Linked DNA regions of Mus musculus: region 2 is linked to region 1. The links are chromatin contacts, called in public promoter capture Hi-C maps. All regions are on one chromosome and are shown on one strand. The core of a region is the stretch at or near the end of the contact, and the rest is flanking DNA. Distances in the headings are between cores, read along the strand shown. Region 1 holds the start of Borcs7 (BLOC-1 related complex subunit 7). Region 2 holds the start of Ina (internexin neuronal intermediate filament protein, alpha).

Region 1 (5,001 bases), core at 1,267-3,766:
CAAAAATACCAAGCTTCCCCAGTACTTAGATTTATTTGACCCCTGGAAACTGGAACAGTTCCTGGAACACAGCAGACATTTGAAATTATTTGTTAAATGAAAGCTGTAAACAGAGAGTCACTATGATACACAGCCACCTCACAAACTAGGACAGGAAATGGCTGAGGTAATGTGCTACAGGTGCTGTGGAAGAAATCCAGTAAGGCAAAGTCTGGAGAGCTGTGAAATCGTGGGTCGAGCCTGTCTCAGAAATCAGGTTAACTTCAGTTTGGTTTAATCCATGCTGTTTAATGGGCTCACACTCAAACTCTCCGATAGGAGAAGATGCCTGTGTGAGAGACACATAGAACGATGAGGAACGGGAAGGAATGGGCTACTTCAGGGGCAACCAATGGTGGCAGTGATTTTTTTGGTAGCGTGTCCAACTAGTACCATGCAAAGGTAAATTCATTATGATGTTCAATATATACTAGATTTAAATATAATACCATCTCTTGCCAGGCGTGGTGGCGCACACCTTTAATCCCAGCACTCGGGAGGCAGAGGCAGGCAGATTTCTGAGTTTGAGGCCAGCCTGGTCTACAGAGTGAGTTTCAGGACAGCCAGGCTGGCTAAGCTAGAACTCACTCTGTAGACCAAACTCACAGAGCTCTGCCTGCTTCTTCCTCCCAATTGCGGGGATTAAGGACATGTGCTACTATACTTGGCTTTAAAAAAAAAAAGTTTAATTGCATTTATTTACTTAATCTGTGGAGGAGAGAAAAGGATGTGTGTACCATGGCTTCCACACTTGTGGAAGCTTGATGATAACTTTTCAAAGTTTGGTTTTTTTTTTCTTTCCACCATATGGGTCCCAGTTTCGGACAGAAACTTGGATGGTCCAGCTTGGTAGCACACACTTTGTCTTGCTGAGCTATTTTGCTGGCCCCAAACCCACCTTTAAAAAGTTTAAGCCTATTTATAGCATTTCTTCCCCCAATTTGTTTATCTAGAAGAATGTGTGTGCACATTTGTATGATGTATGCAACATTTTACATACACATACACTTTCTACAAAAGAAACAGAATCTAGAAATAGCAAAAAAAAAAAAAAAAAAAAAAAGAAAGGAAAGTCAACTTGACTGCCAACAAAAAACGACCCAGGAACTCTGTGCAACCATGATAAAGTGTCAAATGGTGAAACCATGATTTGCATAATTTATATCTGCAAAAAAAAAAGCAATATAACAATTCTTTAATTTCTTCAAACTTTCCCCTGACACAGATTCCTAAAAGCAACGTGTCAGATGGGACCACATGCAAAACATGTCACCAGAGATCATCAGGTCAGCAATGTCAACAGCTGTTATACAGTAAGGGCGAGCACTTCTTGTAATGGGATTTTTATTTTGTTTTGCAGCCACTGTCAGTGAAAGCCAGCTCTTGCTACACTGCAGGTTTAAAGTAATATAAGTCAGATGTTGTGAACATCCATGCACAGATCCAAAGGCCTGAGAACATAGTGTGTCATTATTGCAACTACATAGGAAAGCAGGTGCCGTTCCTATGAAAACTAAGTTGGAAACGGTAACCACTTGCCGAAGGGTTACTAAGGTAGGGGTTACTAAGGAAGGTGAAATTGGAAGTTTTCTAAGCAGTCCCTTCTGTATCCCAGGTCTCTTGAGAGCTCAGACTAAGGTGTGCCCATTAGGCACCGCCATACGTTTAATTTTCCATTAGTAAATACATACCAAAGACGAGGTCATTGCATCTCATATGCCCGTTTACCTGTCCATGAGCGTGTGAGTTGTCTCATGAGGAAAAGTGTATGAACATGTACGTGTCTTTGTGTGGGCACACGGTTTCTCTAGGGCAGATAACGACCTCAACAAGCAGCGTGTACGTGTCATCAAATCATTCCATTCATAGAATCGGATGGAGGATGGAGAAAGGGGGAGGAGATGGTAGGGCAAAAGAAAAAGCTTGTCTAGGAAACAGTGAAGAGCTTGGCCAGAAATATAAAGAATAAACCCACAAAGAGAGAGGTGTAAGAAATCTTGGAAGTTGAGGCCATCGCCAAGCCGAGATTCGAAAAGCGACTGATGTTCACTACAGACGCCCATGAACACAAACAGGCACTGTGTAGGAGCCGCAGCTCATCTGCCCGCCTGTGCTTCTCCCCTTCCCACCCATCATCTCTTCCAACTACAAGCATTCAACCTAAACTGAAGAAACTCACCCAGAATGCAACACGCGCCTGGGCCAAAAGCCTACACTCCCCAGGATGCAATGCGCCGCCTCTCCCGGAGCCAGCGCTGGGAGGAGGACTGGGCCCGGGGAGCCCACGCCCCGCTCACCTCGGAGCTCCGCGAGCCTTTCAGCACCTGCTTGGTGAGCGCGATTACATCGGTGCCACAGGTGTTCACCTTCTCCGTGAGAAGCCCCTTCACGGACTGACCAAATCGGGCTTGCGAATCCGGCGTCCCAGTCGCCATCACCTCAACTAGCGATCACCCGCAGCCGGACGACGGCGAGTCCCTGGGGCCAAAAGAGACGCAACCGTCCAATCGTGCGAAGAGGAAGGACCGCATGCGCTTAGCTCAAACTGCTTACTAAAATTACTTAAAATGTTCAGTTGATGGACATGGAAGGAGGATACCGTTTAGGCAGGCTACCCTGGAGGGGATAGAATATAATTTAGGTGAATCTCTAGTTTAGAGTCAGAAGATCTGGATAGCATCCCAAGGAGTGATGTGGCTACAAATTACTCAACCCCTGTGTCTTCTGTTATCTGTTTTAGGGCCAGCACTGCGTTACCTAGGCACATTAATACAACTCTGTCAGAAGTTCAGGGTCTTTCTTGGCTGTATAGCAAGTGGAGGCCGACCTGTGATACATGAGACCACATCTATAAAATAAAATATCTATAAAATAAAATAGAGACCCTGTTCAATTCTAACATATTTTATTGAAATTAGCAAAGGGCACAGGCCAAAGAAAATGAAATTCAAATGACTAAGGTAAAGAAATGTCAACATCATTAAATTCTGTGTGTGTGTGCGTATGTGTTTTCAAGACAGGGTTTCTCTGTGTAGTCCTGACTGTAGACTAGGCTGGCCTCAAACTCACGGAGATCCATCTATGTGTGCCACCACCACCTGGCTTTTTTTTTTTTTTTTAATCATTAGTAGTTTGTATTTATGAATAGCCTTTTAATTAAAACTCTGCTTATAATTACTTTGGAAGCAAGTCCTACTATGATGTTAGGTCCCTGGAGTATACCCTTTGAAGGGATATTGTGATCCTGGTCCCTTTTTGTCTCTCTTTCCATCCCGACCTTGGAGTGAACAACCCTCCACCACATGGTGCACTGTGGTGCCATAATCCCAAAGCAATGGAGTCAAATGATGTACACTGGGACCTCTGAAAGAAGTGGATAGCAATAGGAACTTGAAAATCCTAAATTGAGAGTCTGTAGAGGTTGGTTAAAAAAAAAAAGTTCATCCAAGAAAATTCTTGGGCTGGAGGATGGCTCACTGACTGCACTTCCAGAGGTCCTGAGTTCAATTCCCAGCAACCACATGGTGGCTCACAACCATCTGTAATGGGATCTGATGTCCTCTTCTGGTGCATCTGAAGGCAGCTACCGTGTACTCACCTAAATAAAATAAATAAATCTTTAAAAAAGAGGAAAAAGAAAAAAAATTCAAACAAAATTTTACTGTAGGTCAGCTCTGCTTTCTGTACATTTGTTTACTTATAGTTTATTTCTTATTTTTATTTTATTTATAAGTATGTGCCTGCCTATCTGTTTGTGTACCATGTGGACGCGTGTGCCTTTGAAGGCCAGAAGAGGGTGTTTGATCTGTGCAATCAAAGTTACAGACCTATGTGAGCTCTCCAGTGTGGGTGCAAGAAAGTGAACCCAGGACCTCTAGAAGAGCTGTCAGTGCTCTTAACCACTGAGTCATGTCTCCATCTTCAATTTTTTACTTTTATTTATTTATGTTCAAAACAGAGTCTCTCTATGTAGCCCTGGCTATCCTGGAACTCACTCTCTAGACCAGGCTGGCCTTGAACTCATAGAGATCCTCTTGCCTCTGCCTCTTAAGTGTTAGGATTAAAGGCATTTGCCACCACCACCTGGCAATTTATTTTTACTTGTGTGCATTTTTATGTGTGTGTTGGGGGAGGGGGAGTGGTTTGTGCACATGCCTGCAGGTGCCCTCAGAGGTCCCAAGGCAGCATCAGATACCCTGGAGCTCAGGTGGTTGCAAGCTATTCATAAAGGGTTGGGTGCTGGGAATCAAACTCTGGGCTTCTGCAACAGCAATGTTTGCTCTTATCCATTGAGCCATCTTTCCAGCTACTGTTTATTCTTTTTAAAAAACTTGACACATGATTTACCTCGTTATGCACAGTCCTTTATCTAGTATTACTAACTTGCTGGCTTTAATGTCATAGCTTAACACTAACTTCATATTTTAATTCTCCCAGGCTATTGTTAGTACCGCTGAATAAGATGTCTCTTCGTTAGTTTTTAAGACAAGTATGTAGCTCAGGCTAGCCTCCAGCTTACAGAGATCTACCTGCCCTTTCCTCCTGAGTGGTGTGTGTTTAAAATCATGCATCATGACAACAGAGTTATTTCAGATAAAAATGTTAAAATCCCAATAAGCCATGTTTAAAGCCTAAATTTATTACAGCTGTGGACTTTCTCCTTTCCCAGCTATAAACCTGCAGTTTTCTAGGACTCTAACAAATAAGATCATTAAAATGTGTCTTAACTTCCGGGTACCACAGTTGTGTCCCGTGGTCTTACGATAGCCACTGTAATCATAGGTAAATGCTCTCATTTACTGGAAGAAAGAAAGGTTCCTTGGCAACTGTGATGGTTAGCATTGTCAATTGGACAGGGCCTAGAATTACCTAGAAGATAAGCCTAACTTGGCTGCAAGGGATTACCTAAATCAGGTTAGCCTCTGATTTGTATATGAAGTTTTAACTAGATTAGGTCAACCG
Region 2 (5,001 bases), core at 1,315-3,814, 320 kb before region 1:
ACTTAAACCACCTAATTTTGTGTGTGTGTGTGTTTTTTTCTACATTTTTCATTTGTCCTGTCTTCTGTCTCTGAGCCTTTTGTATTCACAAGCTAGCATGTTCAATGTAGTGAAACTGAGGACACAGTGGCCTTTGTTGTGACGAAAGAGCCAATCATTACCTTCACAGAGCTTACAGGGCAGGGAAAGGTGAAACACAAAAGTCACCTATAACAAAGAAACCATCTCTGTAACTCGCCATGTGCCCATAAGCTGAAAAAGATGTCAAGGTAACAGAGGTTTTCAAGTGAGACCTCACAGCCTTCGAGCCGATTAAAAGGTTTTTGTTAACTGCAAAGCTATCCTTGGAGGCAAAAATTGAAGCTATCTACAAGATGAGCTTTGAGTTCATTTAGCCAAGATTGATTGTGTTACATCAAAAAAAAAAAAAAAAAAAAAAAAAAAAAAAAAAAAGAAGCAGTTAATTGCATTGAGGCCTAGACTTCCTAACTGGGACAATTTGGAAACATAATGAAGCAGGAGACATTTCTGCGTTGGGAGGAACAGGAGATCAGCACCTCGGACAGCGCCCTGACCGGTCTCAAGCTGAACGGGCTCAAAGCTTGTTTAGTAGATGGACAAGGAAACTGCGCGTGTGTCTCGCGGGTTTCGTGTGTGTGTGTGTGTGTGTGTGTGTGTGTGTGTGTGTGTGTGTGTGTGTGTGTGTGCGCCCGCGCGCGCAAGGGTGGGGCAAGGCAGTTGTCATTAGCTTAAATATGCTACATCCCACTCCTTTTTTAGAGCAAAACTCAAGAAAGTGAGCCTTCTTCCCAATCCTAAAGCGGACGATACTCTGTAAATATCAATTCTCAGTAAGACTCAGAAAAGACTTCTCAAAGTCAACTAAACAAACCAGATTCTTAAGTACCCGCCCACAGAAGCCATGACCTGCGCCCTCTGGGGACACTTTGGGTCGGCACTGTTCTGTTAGTGTGTCTGTACTCTTGGTGACAGGAAGGCATGGTTACTTTTTTTTTTTTTTTTGACTCCTAGAAAGATTAAAGACTCCTTTGTTAGAAGAGTTCAGACAAGCGACTGGGGGTGGGGTTGTGGCTCCGTGTTACTGCATATGCCTAGTATATGCATGAAGACTTGGGCTCTGTGCCTCAAACTCCCCCACCCTCCAAAATAGAGGGCGAAGACATCAAGGGCTTGAAGAGCTAGCTTCCAGGCACATACAGTCCACATTTGCGGCTGCATGCGTGAGACTTCGTGGTTTTTTTTTTAATTTGTTTGTTTGTTTGTTGACTGACGCCTCTAGTCAACGCTCCCCTCTCTCCCCTTTCCCTCCCGTGGTTTCCTAGGGCACCAGTTTACAGGGAGTGAAGCTATCTCTGTACGGAAAAGGACAGGGCACTCTTTCCTATGCAGCATCCCAGCCCTTACCTGGTAGCCGGCCACCTCAGCGCTGTGCCGCTCCTCCAGTTCCAAGATCTGCCTCTCCAGGGACTCATTGGCTCCGCGCAGACCCTCTATCTCAATGGTACGTGCCTGGAGCTGGCGCCGGTACTCGTGGATCTCCTCTCGGCTGGCTCGGATGGCTTCGGTGCTGCGCGCAGCCTGCTCGTTTAGGTTGGCGAACTTGGACTTGTACCACTCCTCGGCGGACTGCAGGTTCTTAGCGGCCAGGGACTCATACTGCGCGCGGATCTCCCTCAGCGCCGAAGTCAGGTCTGGTTTAGCCACGGCCACGTCCACCTCGGCGGCGGCTTGCGAAGACGCCTGCAACGTGGCCAGGAGCTCGGCCACCTCCTCGTCGTGGACCTGGCGCACGAAAGCCAGCTCGTCCAGCAGCGACTCCACCTTCTTCTCCAGATCCAGGCGGGCCAGGGTGGCGCCGTCCACGTCGCGCTGCTGCGCCTTCAGGGCGCGCTCGGCGCCTTCGCGCCCGCGGCTCTCCTCCTCGCAGCGCGCCCGCAGTCGCTGCACCTCCTCGGCCAGCCCATCGCGCTCCAGCAGGGCCTGCGCGCGCGCCGAGCTCGCCTCCTCCAGCTGCGCGCGCAGCTCGCGCAGCTCGCGCTGGAAGAGCTCGCCGACGCGCGACGGCTCGGCGTGGCGCTGGCGCAGCGCGGCCAGCTCGGCCTCGAGCGCACGGTTCTGCGTCTCCAGCTGGTGCACCTTCTCGATGAACACGGCGAAGCGGTCGTTGAGGCCCTGCAGCTGCTCCTTCTCGTTAGTGCGGATGATCTTGTACTCGTTGGTGCGCGCCGCCGCCTGGCTCAGGTCCAGCCCGTCGGAGGCCGGCAGGCGGCGGTAGGCCAGGCCCAGGCCGAGGGACGAGGCCGAGGAGCAGGCGGCCGTGGAGGCCACATTGCTGCGGGACAGCGACTGCGAGCGGAAGCTGCCCGAGCCTCCCGGCCCGGACAGGCGCGCGGAGAGGCGCGAGCTGTCCCCGAACACCTTGCGGTAGGAGGAGGCGGAGCACAAATAGTGCTCCGATCCGAAGCTCATGGTGCCGGGGTCGGGGCCGGGTGCGCGGCTGCGGCGGGACCTGGCGAGGACGCGAAGGTGCGGCAAGGCTGGGTGCGGCGGGGCGGTGTGCGGGGCTTTTAAGGCGCGGGGTTGGGGCGACGCGCTAGGGGTGGAGCTTCATCTTCAGATCGAGCGGGGAGAGGAAGGGGGGCCTGCGGGGGCGGGGGAGCGCAGTGCCACCGCAGCTGCGCGCCACCGTCCTGGGCCGTCCCTGTCCGCTGCGCCTGTACCCCAAGAATCTGCCTTGGGAATGACCGGAGGGGAGGGAGTGCCCAAACAACCTTGGCTTCCCGGCCGAGCGCTCTCAGCTCTTTGATGGCGTTAGAGCCTGTCCTTTTTTTTCTGCTCTTATCCCCCACGGAGAGGAGGTTTTTCTGAAAGGTGTCCTCTATTCTCATCCGCATCCCAGAGTTCCCAAGGGTAAGGCCCTGTTCCTCTCCACTCTTTACAGGGGGAGCGGGCAACCCCCTCTTTATCTCCTGGCTTAGGCGGCTCCTGGTTCTCTTCGGAGAAAGTGGGACCACTTCAGAGAGCATCCCTCAGTTCCGCCACCACAGGAGATAGGATTCGCAGAAAGAGTGAGATTCTCGGGGACATTGGTGACGAACAAGAGGCTGATTTTTTTTTTCCCCAAGGGTGCAAAGGGTTACCGGGAGGAAAGCGGTCTGTCCTGGAAAGGACAAAGCGTTGAGAATTAGCAGGATTCACCTCTAGACCTCCAGTCACCGTGCGTGCCAGGACCGCAGGCTGCTAGAAAGGCTGCAGGCTTTGGTTTAAACAAACAAAAAGCCCCAAACCAACAACAAAACACATTAGATTTTAAAACGTTTCAAAACTGGATTTCTAGTCAGGAGGTTTCATCTAAACAGAAACTGGATTGATTTTGATCTTTTAATGCCCAGCCCCTGCTACTCTTGAAAGCAGAAGGTTTAGGATGACTGCGGTGGGCGAGTGCCTTTGTTTAAGTGCGTTGTTCCTCAGGGCTCCCAGCACTTCAGAGTCACCCCTCTTACCCCGGTTTTTGTTTTTTTGTTTTTGTTTTTATCTGTCTGGCCCTGCAAGCGTTTGACAATCCATTCTGAATTGGACGGGAGCACCATTTTCTGTGGGGATTAGTCTTTGGACCAAAGACTCATTTCCAGGAGTGAGGCAGAGGAGCAGGGCTGACAGAATTGGCCGTCCTCGCCACACCCGGTTAGGATGGAGTGGGAGCCTGAACGATAGATGGATCTAGTTTACCTTCTATCCTGTGGCACAACTCCAGGAAATGTGAAGCCCTTTGCTTTCTAGTTCCGAATTCCAAACTTACATTTGTTTGTTTTGAAACAAGGCTCCCATTCTGTGCCCCTAGTAGCTAAGTTGGTTTTGCTCTCAGTCTAAGCTGGCCTTGAGCTCCTGGCAATCCTCCTGCCTCTGCCTCCCACATGCAGCAGTCACCAGTGTGGCCCACCATAGCTGGCCCTTATCACCTTTTATGATCTTGGGGTTCTAGAACAAGTTTTGTTTCACTTCATGAAGGGATGTATTACTTGGACAGGACTCTGAAAGTAAGAGAAAAGTCATTTTATGGAACATATCCCCTGGCTTTGTGTCACAGCTGCCCTGTCTCCTTACCATTTACCAAAAACCCGAGCTAAAAACCATGCTGGTTTTTTTCGGGCTCTGTAAGACTCGGATGCTGGAAGACACCAGTGGTGGTGAGGAATTACTGCCTGGCAGTCATGGTGGAGTGCTTGAGTGTGGTTTTGTCTTTCTTCTGGCCGGTTTTCAAGATGGCTGTCATTCCTGGCCCAAGGCCACCAGGAAGCAACGGCATACATTCTTTCCAACACGGAATTTCTCTTAGTTTCACGAGACTCTTGTCATCTTTTGTAGCCAGAATAGGGCTCAGTAGGCTTCAGAGAATTTTGGTCAATAGCAGATGACCGGGGTTATATTTGAAGATCATTGAACTGAGAGGTGATGGGTGTGCATCTCGACCCTCCCTTGCTTACCGTGTAAGAGTGACAGCACCACAGCGCCTCTCGTGGTGGCGGAAGGCCGAGATGGCGCACCTGATTGTGCTGTTCATTCTGCTTCTGGATAAGGATATCTCTGCCATCTCTGGAACTCATACACATTTGCCTCCCAAGTGCTGGGGTTAAAGGAGTGTGAAACCATACCTGGCTGAAATACAATTTTTTTTTGTTTTTTTTTTTGTTTTTGAGGCAGGGTTTCTCTGTGGAGCCCTGGCTGTCCTGGATGGAACTCACTCTGTAGACCAGGCTGGCCTCGAACTAAGAAATCTGCCTGCCTCTGCCTCCTGAGTGCTGGGATTAAAGGTGTGTGCCACCATGCCCAGTGTGAAGATCTATGTATTTATTATATGTAAGTACACCGTAGCTGTCTTCAGACACTCCAGAAGAGGGAGTCGGATCTCCTTACGGATGGGGTTGTGAGCCACCATGTGGTTGCTGGGATTTGAACTCAGGAACTTCGGAAGAGCAGTCG

What was found. Promoter capture Hi-C pulls out the DNA fragments that hold promoters and counts their contacts.
Region 2: a contact with region 1 is called in a promoter capture Hi-C map of hematopoietic stem and progenitor cells, with 4 times the contacts expected there. The contact joins the promoter of Ina here to the promoter of Borcs7 in region 1. A contact is called at or near these places in 19 of 39 promoter capture datasets (the 3T3-L1 cell line, 3T3-L1-derived adipocytes, the C10 cell line and 14 more), 4 of 484 Hi-C or Micro-C datasets (bone marrow-derived macrophages, embryonic stem cells, nephron progenitors and 1 more), 16 of 115 datasets of contacts at active chromatin or transcription factors (bone marrow-derived macrophages, craniofacial prominence, embryonic basal ganglia and 10 more) and 4 of 9 other capture datasets (adipose tissue, embryonic stem cells, liver and 1 more).

What each region holds. Positions count from the first base shown.
Region 1 is chr19:46,687,421-46,692,421 of GRCm38.p6, reverse strand. Borcs7 (BLOC-1 related complex subunit 7) reads right to left here and starts at 2,516. Exons shown (of 5, transcript NM_025563.3): 1 at 2,337-2,516. The coding sequence starts at 2,474.
Region 2 is chr19:47,012,244-47,017,244 of GRCm38.p6, reverse strand. It overlaps Ina (internexin neuronal intermediate filament protein, alpha), which reads right to left and starts at 2,564. Exons shown (of 3, transcript NM_146100.5): 1 at 1,426-2,564. The coding sequence starts at 2,490. It also overlaps a transcript of Nt5c2 not described here.